Linked DNA regions of Sus scrofa: region 2 is linked to region 1. Evidence: chromatin contacts called from public HiChIP or PLAC-seq data. All regions are on one chromosome and are shown on one strand. Each heading gives the region's core, a stretch centred on a gene start, on an enhancer-like site or on the middle of the called end of the contact. The rest is flanking DNA. Distances are from core to core; before and after follow the strand shown.

Region 1 (7,337 bases), core at 2,828-5,327:
ATGCAGACTTTTAGTTTCGGGTTGTAGAACCCTTTTCCTCATCTCTTTGACCTTGGTGTTGGTAATTGTCTTTTCAGAGCAATAATAAATCCCTTTGTCTTTAGCAGGAAATGAAACTTGGGTTTGATTGTTTGTACGTACCCTGGCTTTTTTTTTTTTTTTTGGATACAAGTGAAACTGCCTGTAAACTTCAGCAGCTGTGCAAAACCCAGGCTTGTTCTTGGGCTGAGGGAGCGCCATCACTCTGGGCTCTTGGAATGAGTGACTCATGCTCTCTGTAGGCACACAGTACTTAATCACTTGTTTTCTATGTACCAGGAAGAGGAGGGCATATGAAAATAGAAGCCATATACTGCCAAATGGAAATGTTGACCTAATGGGTCAAACAGTTGAGCTTATGACAAAATTCTTTGGGTGTATGTTATTTTAATGATTTTACTAATTAAAATTTGGCATTATTTCTAAAATGCTGTACTTTTGTAATTTTAAGCAACTCTACCCTTTACTAGATAGGTTTGATAATCCTAATTTTTGTTGTTGTTGTTGTCTTTTTGCTATTTCTTGGGCTGCTCCCACGGCACATGGAGGTTCCCAGGCTAGGGGTCGAATGGGAGCTGTAGCCACCGGCCTACGCCAGATCCACAGCAACTCGGGATCTGAGCTGCGTCTGCGACCTACACCACAGCTCACGGCAACGCCTGATCGTTTACCCACTGAGCAAGGGCAGGGATCGAACCCGCAAGCTCATGGTTCCTAGTCGTATTTGTTAACCACTGTGCCACGACAGGAACTCCCAATAATCCTAAATTTTAAAACCTATTTACAAACTTCAGATATTTCTCTTTGAATTTGTGTGCCATGTTGGAATGTACCTTTTGGAAGAAGGATTAGAAAGCATGGTTTGTTGGAGCAGATCAATTACTTGGCTGTTCTTTGTGGAAGGATGGTATAAGCCCACTGGCCTTTTTCTCCTCCATTCCGATATCTTCTGTTTCCAGAGTATCCACTAATAATGGTGACAGGGTTTTCATTACTAAGCATAGTTGCTGCATATGCCTGGACTGATAGTGTTTTTTATACATGTCCTCCATACAGACACTCTGCTAAAGCTTTTTTATTTGTTTTTATTTCTTTAGTGAAGAGTAACAGATTAAAAATTACACACACGTGCGTGCGCACACACACACACATTTTGAAGTGTCTGTTGTGTGCCAAGTACTATACTAGGCAGGAAAGTCATAGTGGCTCAAAAAGACACACTTAGCCTTCCTTCTTGTGCCAGCTACATAACCTGCTTCAGGCCTTCCTCTGCTGGCTTGTCTTTTGTCTCTACATTGGTGTGGAAAGCTTGTGGGCTCCTGCTGGAGATTTTAAGATAGTTTAAAGTTTCCCAGAATTTTTAGTTAAGTCTTTCATTGTGAGAAATCACATGTTCATCATTTATTATATGTATGGAAAAAGAAATGCTTTTATTATTAAAAGTGCCATATAGAGTCTTGAGTTTTGAGACTTTCTTTAAAAACACTAAAAACTTAAGATATTCATCTTATTAAAAGTTAAAGAGAATAAGCAGTTGGTAAGAAATCATTTTCCAGTTCACTCTTTCATGCTTGCTTCTACTCATTTATTCATTTGGTTCAAGAACTATTGAATGAGTGCCTTCTGTGTATCAAACATATGTGAGGTTGCAGGCATACAGTCATAAACAAAATAGGCCCCAAACTAAATAAACCTTTCAAAGGGTTGAGACTTAACAGTCTGTCTTTTAATTGGTTAGTTGAAACTTTACATTTATTATAATTATTACTCTGAGTTATTTCTACCTTTTTATTCATGCTTTTCATTTATCATACTTTTTCTGTTTTATTTCTATCACCTTTTACTGTCTTCCATTATATGGTATGAATTGTTGTCAGATGTCTTTCTGTTGCTGATTAAAAGTTACGCATTCTGTTTTTTGTGCTTCTATGGTTTCTCAAAACTTAGGACCCCAGGACTTATTTTCACACATATAATAACTGAGGTCTACTGATGTCTGTCTTTTTCCTAAGCACATTTTAACCTCCATTTAGACTCTGCCTCTTCTAAATTTTCCTTCTCTCCAGTGTAGGGGATTTAGAGGAAGGGAGGAAGCTGGCAGCTTGCTTTGCCATTTGGATCTGAATTGGGTTTCTAGAACTGAGACAGGATGCCTAGTTTTGAGCTGCACCAGAGCCCTGTACCTGTTTCACATCCTAAAGAAACAGAATTCCGGGGGCATATCTGAGCACTCAGGTGTTTTCATAAAACCTTTATTACTTTGAGAAGGCTTTTAGTAATTATGGCCTTACTATAAGATTTAATGTAAAAAACATGATCAGTTTTTTTTTTTTAATCCTCTGCTTAAAAGTAAAGCCATATGTAGACCCTTGAAATAAAAGTCTATGGAGAGATTTATTGAGTGGTAGGAACCTGGAATTTTAAATGCATGTGTATTTCCCTACTTGAACTAAAAGTTATTGGACATTTATGTGCCAGACATTGTGCTGGGTACTTTCACATAATTCTTTCATTTAATCCTCGTAACAAACCCTGTAAGTTAGATGAAATTCCTGTTTATGAAAGAGGGCCCCACAGTTGAGAGGGGTTCCAAGACTGGAGTAAAGCTAGGACTTTTCCCTTGGGACACAGAACACTGGCTGTGCTATATCACAGAGTCTGTTGCCTCTGTCCACCGTTCCAGTTCCAGACTCCGCACCAAGCCACCTGAACCTCTAGCTTGGGGCTTGCCCCCTCGTGTATACCCTCTGCATACTGGCCCTAATGTTCAGTCTCAGCTGCAAGTCTGCCGTCTCTTGATGAAGTGGCTCCTGAATTTACTGTCTGTGGTCCTCCTGAGTTGGTCCCTGTGTTTTTTTTTTTTTTTTCCAGCCTCTTGCTCACAGCTTCCTGCTTTTTTTCTTAGGGCCTTAGAGTATTTAACCATTTAGAGGCTTCGTTGTGTTCAATAAATATTTGAGTGCCTGTTATGTGTTAAACAGCCTGCTGGATATGGGGCCGCCTAGGGCTTTTTTCATGATCCGGATGGGGGAGGTCTTGGCCCAGGACAAGGATAGCAGCAGTGGGGGATGGAGAGAAGTGAAACATTCATTCATCAGATATGAGAAGATAGAATCAGTAGGACTTGGTAAGGAAGAAAGCATTTTGGATGTCTCTCAGGTTCTGGCTTGAGCAACTTGGAATGATGGCGGTGAGCTGAACACCCCCCCCCCCAAATTTAAAATGAAGGTGTTTGGCCGAAAAAGAAAAAAAAATTTTGTAGTTGCTGCTGTGGTGCAGTGGGTTAAAAATCCAACTGCAGTGGCTCAGGTCACTGTGGAGGCGAGGGCCCAATCCCTAGCTGGTGCAGTGGGTTAAAGGATCCCAGGTTGCAGCTGAGGCTCGATTGGAACTTCTGTATGCCGTGGATGTGGCCATAAAAATAAAAACAAAATTAAAAATAAAAGTAATTATCCCTGGTAGGAAAACTTATGGTGTTAGAGGTGTGATATAGCCCTGGACTGAGAGTGGGAAATGGGGTTTTGATTTTAACAAGTTGTTAATATTGGACAGTTTACCTCTGCCAGCCATGATATCTTTAAAATAGACCAGATGACTTTAACTTTGCCCTGAACCCTTGCACTTTGCCCTTTAACTTTGTACTGAACCCTTCTAACACAATTCAGTGCAAATTATCTGACTCTATCTAGCCTGCCTTTCCATTCCACGTTATATGTCATTTGTCTGTTCAGCATTTTGGAGCCTGCTATGCACTGGGGACATAAAGCTAAAGGAGGCCAGGTCTCATTGCATTTCCTGTTCTTGATGAGTTTCCTGTTCAGTCAGGGAGACAAGTCAGTAAGTAGGTGCAATAAATCAAAATGAGATGCCATGATAGGAATATGAACAGGGGAGCCCAGAAAGAGAGCCTGATCAGTTCTGCTGGGTGGATGGAGTGGGCAATGTGTCAGGGAACCCCGGTGACCCTTGTTCTGAGTGTTCTGAGTGTGGAATGAACAGCAGGCTGAAGTGGGTGGGGAGCAGCATTCCAGACCCAGCCTGCGCACACTTCTGGATGACTGAAGGAAGACCCAGATGCTGGGGTGGGGAGGCAGGAGGAGGGTGGACAGGAGCCGCCCATGAGGGCCTTTCCCAGGAGTTTGGACTTTGTTTCTAAGGCTCTGGGGAGTAGGGAAAGTAATATGATTAGATTAGCAATGTTCCTTGTTGTATGTTTGGGTTTCTTTCTTTCTTTCTTTCCTCTCTGCCTCTCTCTTTTTTTTTTTTTTTTTAGGGCCAGACCCGAGGCATATGGAAGTTCCCAGGCTAGGGTTCGAATCAGAGCTACAGCTGCTGGCCTGCACCACAGCAACGCCAAATTCGAGCCACATCTGTAACCTATACCGCAGCTCACAGCAACGCCAGATCCTTAACCCACTGAATGAGGCCAGAAAATGAAGCTGCGTTCTCTTGGATACTAGCTGGGTTTGTGTATTTTTTTAATGCCTGATGTATTTCACAATATTAATGCTATTCAAGCTAGACTTTAGGGCAAAGAGCATTATTTGAAATAAAGGTAGTTGTTACATCCTGATAAACACAGCAGTTTTTCACCAGAAAAATATAATAATCCTAAATCTGTATGTGCCTGAAAACATGGTTTCAAAAAACAAAAAGCAAAAATTAAGAAGGAAAAATGAGGGGGAGATACAAAGTATAAGATTTAATTAAAAAAAAAAAAGCCTTCTCAAATTATCAGGTTGAGCAGTCCAAAAAAAGTTAGCAAGTACATTGAGCAGTTGAACAAAATCATTAACAAAATTGATATAATGAGCCCTCATTCCAAAATTAAATAATGTGTTCAAATATTTGAAGAAATACTTTTAAAATCATGACTTGGTGAACAGATACATATATTTGTATGTACCAGGAACAAAGTTTCATGAACTGTTCCTGTTTACATGGTGCAATTTTTCTCTTTTCTATTGTTTCACTTCTGTTCATTGCTGGTGTCATTATTCAAAATTTGTTACCTATGACTGGATTGACACCCTTTTTCTTGAAAATACTGAGTTACGAAAATATACATGCTTTTCAAGCACACACAGAATTATTTACAAACTTTCTGGATTCCCCACACCATGTCAAGCATCTGGTACTCCTCTTGTTCTCCCTCTGTCCTTCCCCTGCTAAAACAAAGATGACTTTGACGCCTATTTTTACTGAGTCAAAGCCATCTGATACATCCATCTGCTTTTCTTCTCCCATTTCTATATTTAGCCTTTTCATTTTTTCTTCCAGACTTAGAAAAAAGTAATACCTTTCCTTTCCAAGGTTAACTTTAACACCTGTACATTTGATTTCATCTTCTTTTTCTTAACTATCTCCTCTGGGTTTTTTTTGGTCTTTTTAGGGCCACACCATATGGAGGTTCCTAGGCTAAGGGTCTAATCAGAACTGTAGCTGCCGGCCTACACCACAGCTTGCGGTAATGCCATATCCTTAATCCACTGAGCAGGACCAGGGGTGGAACCTGAAACTTCATGGTTCCTAGTCGGATTTGTTTCCACTGGGCCATGATGGGAATTCCCTCCTCTGATTCTTATTCCTAGACATTTTTCCTTGACTATCCCACAATGAACTCAGTCTTAATGGGCTTAACTGGTTCTCTTTCTGGACCTCAAAGATTATCAGTGACTATTTTAGTCATTAGACCGCAAAACTTGGTCATTTTTAGTTTTTTTCTGTTTCTTAAGGTGAAAATTTAATTTTCTTGAATGGCTGATTATTCACATGGTTCAAAATGTCAAAGGTGCAAAAGGGTACTCTTGAGTTAAGACGTTCTCATCCATCTTTTCTCCCAGCTGCTGTATACCCTGCTTTTTCTGCCTTACTTGAGGTCCTCATCTTCTCCCTCTCAGGAGAGGATAGATGTTTCAATGTCATTTTCAAATTTACCCTCTTCCTGTCCTTTGTGTAGCTTCCTTGGATGTGTTTCATGTTAATTTCCTTTTGTACATTCTTCACCTACTGTTTACCTTTCTCCCCAAGCTGCAGTGCCCTTTCAAGCAGGTCTTGTCAGAACCTCCTAGTTCCTTTCCTTACTCGCAGTCTCCACCTCCTTTCAGTGCTGTCAGCTAATCCCAGGCTGCAGTCTTGTTTTACTTTTGTCATTACCTGCCAAGGTCTCCAGGAAGTAAGGCTCATTTATCTTTTATTCAAGTCTCTCAGTTTACTTTTTTCCAGTCTTATCAATTCAGATCTCCACTATATTCATTGGTCTTTTGATCTATACTGTTTGCTCTGTTATTTTTACATCTTCTTAGCCTGATAACAGTGTCTGGTTTCTGGAAGGTACTTGATGTTTCACCAGTGAAGGGACAGATTCCAGAACAACGCTTGTACTTTATTTAATCTGCCTTATTTTTCTTTCTGATTTCCTTATCCTTGAAGTTCCACTTCCTCTGTGTAACTGTCCCTGACTGCTTTAACTCTTTTTCCTCCTTCTCCATATTCCTAGAGCTCATGTGGTAGCCAAGGGGTAGAGTCTTAAAACTGTGGTAGTTCATCAGAGGTTAGGGTGGGGTTTTGGGAATCTGGAGCGCTTTCCTTAGCAGGGCCTTCTGTGTTGGCAGATTTTGAGGCTTGGCCTGCCTGACAGGGATTCAGGGTCAATATTTGAAAAGAAATCAGGGAGTCCCCATTGTGGCTCAGTGGAAATGAATCTGACTAGGATCCATGAAGACACAAGTTCAATCCCTGGCCCCACTCAGTGGGTTAAGGACCTGGCATTGCTGTGAGCTGTGGTGTAGGTCGCAGATGCAGCTCGGATCCTGTGTTGCTGTGGCTGTGGCATAGGCTGGCAGCTGAAGCTCCGATTTGATCCCTAGCTTAGGAACTTAAGTGTAGTCCTTGAGTGTAGTCCTAAAAAGACCAAAAAAAAAAAAAGAAAATAAATCAGGGTACTTTTAGTCTGTACACAAACATGAATTCCAATGGAGTTAAAGAGTTAGATTTTTATAAATTAAAAAAGATGTAAAAATTAATAATTGCTAATGGGTAAGGAACAACTTAATAAGTGAAAAAATGATTTGTATAAAAATTTTAACCCTAAAATATTTACAAATATGTCAAAGAATTGATGTCTTAATACAGAAAAAACTCATAAATCAATAAGGAACATAAAAAAAGTTAGACTATATGAATGAGAAAAATCATAGAAGAAACACAAGCAATAACACATTAGAATTAAATGTTTGTGAAAAGAAATTAAGCATCATTTAGGCAATGGATGCCATCAATTAGCAACATTTTAAAAA
Region 2 (7,337 bases), core at 3,300-5,799, 68 kb after region 1:
AAATGTAAAATAGATTTAACTGGGCTTTTTAAAGCTCGCAGCAAAATTTGGGTAAGCGCACTTGTTAAGAGTCAGTAGATGTCTCTTGCATTTAAGAAAAAAATGCATGAAAGCATTCAGACTTCTTTCTGGCAGCTGGACTCACTGATATAACATAAATTATACTGTATTGTACCAAAATAGTGCCACACAGGACTCGTCTTCTAGGTCTTTAAGAAATCCTTATAGGGTAATTAGATTCCCAGCTATCCAAATGCCTAATTCGAAAATATAATTGGGCTTCAGTTTTTCTCTTTTCTTCATTGATGTGATGAAATACATATCTTTTTTTCTGATTTTTTTATTCTCACTCCTCGTTAGTGGCCTGTAGTTACATTCCTCATTTTTCTCTAATCCTGCTTTATCAAATTTGGCCTTCTGATACCAGGGAGCCTCTGTACATCTTCTTTGGTTAAAGCTCTTGAAGAATAACTTCTATCAATAATGTGTATTAGACAGCAAGTGTCACCGTATCCTTCCCTTTGCCCAGTGGTCCCACTTGGGCTGTACATATGAGGAGCACCATCTACAAAAGCAGAGCCCTCTTTTCCATCACTGCAGTGAAGCTTTCAAATTCCAGTGCATTTTCATGTGTTCAGTTAAGTGGTGCTACCTGCAAACGTTATTCGTGTCTGTTTCCAAATAGTTTCATATTTCATGATGAATGATTAAACCTTTGTGTGCTTGCATTTCTGTTCTTTTAAGTTCATTTAATTCTCTACTTTTTGCTGCCTTATCAATAGGTCTTATCCTAGCCTTGTGTGCTCTCTGACCGTCATAGTTGGGGAATTAATGATCTCCTCATACTCCTTAAATGCCAAGATTCTTTGTTGTTGTAGCTCTGCCACTGTGGGTCTCAGCCTAAGCTTTCTGCTGAATTTGCCTTGAAGTTCCGTTTTTCTTGTTCTGCTTCTTCATTCCTTTGTTTTTGGATATTTCTTGGCTCTGATTTTTCAGTTGTGGGTGGGGTCTCTGGCTAAGTCTCTTGATTACTAATTTGTTCTTGGATTCCCTATCTCTCTTCTTCAGGTGTCAGTGCAGGATGTTTTTGTCTTCTCTTAGAATGATGTACTGCTAAGTTTAATTGTGGGAGTATCCCTTTGCCTGCTTTACTTGCCAGAGCACACTCACCAGTGCCATCCTCATCCTCCTCTTCTTCCTTGCCACTGGTGGACAAAATAACCACGTCACTGTCATGAGCCTAGTGTTACCCTTTGCCTTTCGTCCTATAGGATGCTGAAAGCTTGTGAAAATTGTCCCATCAACCCAGGTCTTCTTGACTGAGGTGCTGCCTTCCCTGTCTTGTTGCTAACACATAAGCCAGTGCCTGATGGTTAATGGTTCTGTGTGTCAGCTCTTTAGTACATGCACTGATGGGGGCCTAAGGAGAGATGAGCAGGGAGCTTCGTTGCTACCCAGGATAACAGGGCTGTCTGAGGGAACGATGTGCCAGACTTATGAATTTGCCTGTGGTCTGTCTTCACTTCAGTGACAGGGACAGACTGCTCAGGTTTGAGACATTATACTGGTCTCAGAAGGGTCTCATATAAGGTTGACTGTACCAGAAGTGGTTGTGTCTGACAATGACTGAGGTGTTAGCTGCTTGCTAGTTTGTTTCTTCCCCTTTGTAGTCCCCACTGTTACTCTTTTACTAGAAACTTTGCAAACTTTGTGAACTTTACTTTGAAGATTTGGGACAGGATGTCATGGACAGAGTAGAGAGTAAAGCTGATGCTTTGGAATCAGTGGCTTCACAGGTCATGTTTTTGGCTTGTCGGCTTGGGTAGAGGGCTGGGGCTGTCTATCAGGAGTCTTGGTATTTTTGTTTTAATAGGAGGGATTATTCGCCACCTTGTGGCTGGCCCCAGCTCGTTCCCCCTTGGGAAGCAGTGGTGGCTTAGAGCTTTGTGCTTTGAGGAGTTGGATCAAGAGCCACCAGCATTTCAGAGTCGTCTTCAGTCTTCTACCTTTTCCTTCAGAGGCAGTGCATTTTCAGATATAAAGCTGTTACCATCTTCAGATTTCACTGCATTTTCCCTCTCAAATTCTCTGATGTGGTATCATGTACCCATTTGAATTTCCAAAGTTGATTGTGTGTCTCCATCTTGATTAGACAGTTCTTTAAGAACTCTCCTTATTAGAGGGAGTTCCCATTGTGGCTCACGGTAATGAATCTGACTAGTATCCATGAGAACACAGGTTCAATCCCTGGCCTCACTCAATGGGTTAAGGATCCAGCATTGCTGTGAGCCATGGTGAAAGTTGCAGATGCAGCGTTGCTGTGGCTGTGGTGTAGGCCAGCGGCTACAGCTCCCATTCAACCCCTAGCCTGGCAACCTCCATATGCCGTGGGTGTGGCCCTAAAAATAAAAAACAAAAAAAGCCTCTTCTTATTGGAGAGACTTTGTAGTTACCATCCTTTCTAATACTGTTAAGATTTCTTTAAATTTGCTACTGGTATTTATCTTCATTTGCAGTGCTTAAAGATTTTCCAGGTGGGGGATGGTTTTCCCTTCCTCTTGAAGGGAGATGTTTAGAAACCTGCTCCTGGGCTGAGTTGGCTATAGAGCCTTTGTACATTCTGTCTGCTGAGCCAGAGATGTGGCCCCAGAGCAGGTGGCCCCTGGGGGCAGGGTGGGGAACAGCAAGAGCTAACTCTGGGAATGGCTTTGGGGGCTCAGGTCCCCAGATAGCAGTGGTAGGTTCAAACTATTTTCCACAATGGTTACACCATTTTATATTCCCACCAGCAGTGTAAAAAAGTTCCAGTTTTTCCATGTCCTCACCAACACTCGTTTTCCATTTTTTAATTGTAGTCATCCTAGTGGGTGTGAAGTAGTATCACATTGTGGTTTTGATTTGTATTTCCCTGGTGACAAATAATGTTGGGGACTTTTTTTTCTTGTGCTTGTGGGCATTTGTATGTCTTCCTTAGAAAAATGTCTATTCAAGTCCTTAGCCAATTTAAAAAATAGGTTGTGTGTCTCTTTGCTGTGGAGCTGGGCAGCTTGTTTTTGTAAAGTTTTACAGGAACCAGGTCTGGGATTAGGGTGAGGCAAATGAGACAGGGTTGTACAAGTTGCAGGGTGGGGTCCTATCTTTATTTGGCATGTCGATATTTTGTTTACCATGGTATTTTTGCATTGATTTTGATTTTCAAAAATACTGCACTGAAAACTTACCTTGACCACTGAGTGTTTTGGCACCCCCCCATCCCCCTTCAATTCTGCGCCAGAGACCTGTGCCTCGCTTAGCTCCCTGCAGTCATGGCCCTGTTGAATTTGGCAGAAAAACAGGGGCAAACCGTTCATAAATACCCGGTCCTGCGCAGGGCAGCAAGAATGGCTGCTGTTCGGTTTCTCTTAACTTCCCAGAGCTCCAGCTGGAACTGTCCAGCACAGATCTGCACCGATTGCTTCATTTCTGCTCTCCTTCCTGCTTACCGGTGTCCACCCCTGGCCCTGGGCTTTGTTTCTGTTAAACACTGAGCACAGCTCAGTTTATTTCTGGGAGACAGCCCCGACGCATACAGATCAGAAGTCTGGAGCCTCTCTTGTCCTTTCCCTTCTTGCAGCCCCAGCTGCCGCAGGAAAAGCTGACTTGAATGACAGCCGATAAGCGCCTGGTGGTGCACTGCGGGCTAGAGGAAAATCTTTCATGTGAAAGGAAATCGGGGGTACTGTCCAAGTGCCCTTTAGCAGCTCCACAAAACCCACTCTTTGTTTGGTCCAACTCTGACTCGCTTTTTCTTCCACCGAGAGTAGGTGACCACCTCTACCTGTGTTAGCGGAACAGCAGCGGGGGTGCTGCAGCCCAGCTCTCAGGCCTGCGGCAATGCAGGGACAGACGCTTAGTCAGGGTGCCGCAGCCCGATCGCCAGCGGCCCTCGGCCCTTCGCAAAGGCTTCATGCATTCTTATGGAGCAGGGCTGGGGGAGCGGAGCCTGCAGCCACCTCCGCACCGGTTCCCCGCTGGCTTTGCAGACCGGCCGCGCATGCGCAGTGGGCGCGCGCCGCGGCCCCAGTGGGCGGCCGGAAGCGTGACGTGTTTCTGGGCGGGACTTGGCGCGGCAGCTCTGCAGTTGCCGCAGTCGTCGCAGTCGCTGCAGGCGTCAGGGCTGGTGCTGGCGGCTCAGACTGAGCTTCGACTCGTTGACGGTCTGACAGACGGACGGACTGACTGACGAGATGCCGCGCTCCCACCGGCCTCCTCCGACTGCCCAGCGGCAGGCGAACGCCACGGGCAGTGCCGCCGGCAATGCTGCCGAGCCCAAGCCCGAAGGCGGCAGCCTGGCTACGACTTTCAAGATTTTTCTCCTTTTTGCAGGACTTATGGTTAAAGTTCCTGTGGGGTTGTATTTTTCCTGCAAATTACTGCTTTTCCAAAGCCTCCTGTTAATGTCCCCTGATGACAGTGGCTTTTACGCGACCATTGTCGCGGTGGTGGGGCTGCATGTGGTGCTGGCGGTGTTCGTCTTCATCGTGTGGAAGGAGGGCATGCCTGACTGGCGGGAAGAGAAGAGCGAGTAGAGCAGCCCTTCCTGCCGAGCTGCAGGCCTGGGGGGCAGGGAGCTACCGAAGGGGGTTTCTTTCTTTTCTTGTCTGTGTTGAAAACAGTGTGGAGTTTTCTTTTTTCTCTTTCTGTTTAAGTGGGCTGGGGGTGGGGTGGGAGGGAAATTAAGTACTTACTGCAGCTTATACTTCGATAAAAATGCGGGTGGGGGGAGGGCTGACATTTTTCTCGACTGCCTGTTATGTGCCAAGTGCTTTTCATTCTGGACGTAATGCCTTTGACTGATCACGTTTGGCCGATGTAAATATTCATGTCACAGTAGAAGCTAGGGTGAAGTAAAACTAGTGTAGAATTTACTTCGTAGTTAAATACGTGTTGTGACGTAATTTTTATTGGCTTGGCTCAAGCGACAATTTTAAGAGCGCAGGTGAGTGTACCCGTGTGCAAAACTAGATTACATTTTATGGTGTCATTCCACGTTATTCTCAGTGAGGCTGCCAAGATCATTGAGTTTATGAGTTTTTTTCTTTCCCATTGATTGGTTGGTTGGTTAGTTAGTGCTCCTGTTTTGGATCAGCCTGTGTATTAATTAGGTTCTGGCTTCTGATCTCAGTAGTTGTATTTTGGGGGCATATTTTTGGTGAAAATTGAGGTTAGTTTGTTGTTTTAGATTAAGGCTGTTAAAGTTGTACTGCAACAAGGTGCCGCTGATGTAAAATACTGCAGTTTAAGATCCTGGTAAATTTCTGTCTGCAGTACCTGTTAAAACAATGACCTCATTCTTACGCAGATTATGTACGTGACTTAAATTCCATCTGCAAGTGTTTTTATTTTTCAGTAGCATTTTGATAAGTCTTTCCAAATAGGTATAAAATTCTAAGATAGAAATATTCACTCCAACAGTAGGATTTTGAGAACCAGTGTATGAACACAGATTAAGTCTCACTTTTGATCAGAAAGGGTGTTTTAATAGTAGATGAACATTAGAGTAAAAGTTTGAGTTCAGTCCCCTGGTGTTATTTGTTGACTAGTTGTAGATTTTATATGTTGACCTTTTATAAAAATTAGTATTTGATTTAATGGTTCATCAACATTCATCTAGTTTTTAACCCCTATTTTGTTGTTTGATTTTAGAGTGGTCGTAAAATATGGCAAAATGGACGTAGAATAAGGAAATGTTTTACTTGTTCCTTAAAAGCCAAATAAATCTTTAGTAAGAAAAATGCAAAGTAGTTTGGGCTTGGTTTCATTTTGGCACGTAAATGTTATATGGACATAACATTCTTTGAAAGGATGCATTCTACATTAATGTAAAAATACCCTAAATGCATACGTCATGTTGAAGATTTAGGTCATGTGAGATGATCTAGACAGTTTCTTCCCAATCTTTACCCCCTCTACCATCATCTAATTCTCCCCACATTATCCCATTTCTTCTGAACCCTTCCTCCTCAGCTACCTGTCAGAGAAGGTACCTCTCCTCAGCCCCTGTCCTACGCTTTACCCTGCCTTTCTAAACCAGGTTCTTTTTTTTTTTTTTTTTTTTTTTTTTTTATAATTTCCAAATGGATAGATTGTGTATGTTTAGCTTGAGAAGTAGAACTTGGTGATTACTTGATTTTTCTCCCCCACCCAGTCCCCACAAATCTTTTATCACAAGTGGATCTGCTGTAGAAAAAAAAATGTAGATGAAAACAAAAGCATTTAATTCCCTGTGTCATGTTTGTTTAGCCTCATTGATGCTACTCACAGAGATGTGGATGTGCTGTTACTGCTTTCTAACTCTGCCTACTACGTGGCCTAGTAAGTTGCTTATTGATTTAAAGCTTTTAATTTTGGTTTTTTTAATGTAAATTTCCTTTTCAGAATTTGTAACAAAAAATTTAAAATCTGGTTTTGTTATGTATTTTAAGAAACTATTGAAACCCTTTACCTTACATAATTGTTACATCACTCTGACTTCCTTTTATCGATTTGAAAATATAATTTTAGAGTTATTTATGATCAGTGTGTTTATATAATAGTGTTCTTTTTAGTATTTAGTATTATTTGCTATATATCTCTCAAGTTTTGATGTATTCCACATTTTTATTGTTAATGACCATATATCAGTTTTTATTACTATATCAGAGTTAAATATTTTCCCATTGTTAAGCATTAGAATACGTTCATCTTTTTTGCTATTATGAATGATACTGCTGTCTTTGTGCAGATAACTTTGGTATGTGCACACGCACTTCTCTGGCTCTAGGAGTATGATGAATTATATGACTTTTGTGCCTCATTGCAAGATTGATCTCCAGGAAGACTGCCAGTTAACAATGCCACTAGCAAAAAATACAAGTACTTCCTCATAGCCTTGCCAGAATTGGGTTTTATTCTTTTGAAATGCATATTCACTTTCTTTTTGGCCTTGTGTGGACTGTCATTTTACAGTCATTGGCCCAGGTGCCTATTGGCATTGATCATAATGGATTTTTCATTCCTGGTTTTGGCTATCAGATTTATCTTCTGTATTCATGAACATAGCTTCAGTATATATGTGTGTTTTGCTTTCCTTTTAGGTTACATTTCAGCTTTGTTAGTTTTAGTTTTATGAATATTTTTATAAAACTGAATTTAATTTTGCTTTGTAATTGATTTCTTTTAGTGTTAGATCTAGAAACTGATTTTCCGTTGGCTGTTGAAGTGTTTTCATCTCATTTCATCTAGCTTTAAAAATACTTAAGTTTAACTCTTTGCCCTAGAATGCATTGTGCTGTGAAAGATTTTTAACTGCATAGTAG

Evidence for each region. HiChIP or PLAC-seq counts read pairs in DNA pulled down with a chosen protein or histone mark.
Region 2: an H3K27ac HiChIP or PLAC-seq map of alveolar macrophages shows a contact between it and region 1. The contact joins two enhancer-like sites. A contact is called at or near these places in 4 of 47 Hi-C or Micro-C datasets (adipocytes, embryonic fibroblasts and epiblast stem cells) and 1 of 2 datasets of contacts at active chromatin or transcription factors (alveolar macrophages).

Annotation. Positions count from the first base shown.
Region 1 is chr14:129,589,699-129,597,035 of Sscrofa11.1, forward strand. The region is part of intron 1 of INPP5F (phosphatidylinositide phosphatase SAC2); the gene reads left to right. Among named protein-coding and RNA genes, the nearest start is that of INPP5F, 16 kb to the left of the region's middle. Within about 2 kb of position 4,078, at least 26 of the 83 cell types and tissues checked have an H3K27ac peak or open chromatin away from gene starts, as enhancers often do. A contact at or near this core is called in alveolar macrophages, where this site is marked.
Region 2 is chr14:129,657,307-129,664,643 of Sscrofa11.1, forward strand. All of the region lies in intron 15 of INPP5F (phosphatidylinositide phosphatase SAC2), which reads left to right. Among named protein-coding and RNA genes, the nearest start is that of MCMBP, 81 kb to the right of the region's middle. Within about 2 kb of position 4,550, at least 45 of the 83 cell types and tissues checked have an H3K27ac peak or open chromatin away from gene starts, as enhancers often do. A contact at or near this core is called in alveolar macrophages, where this site is marked.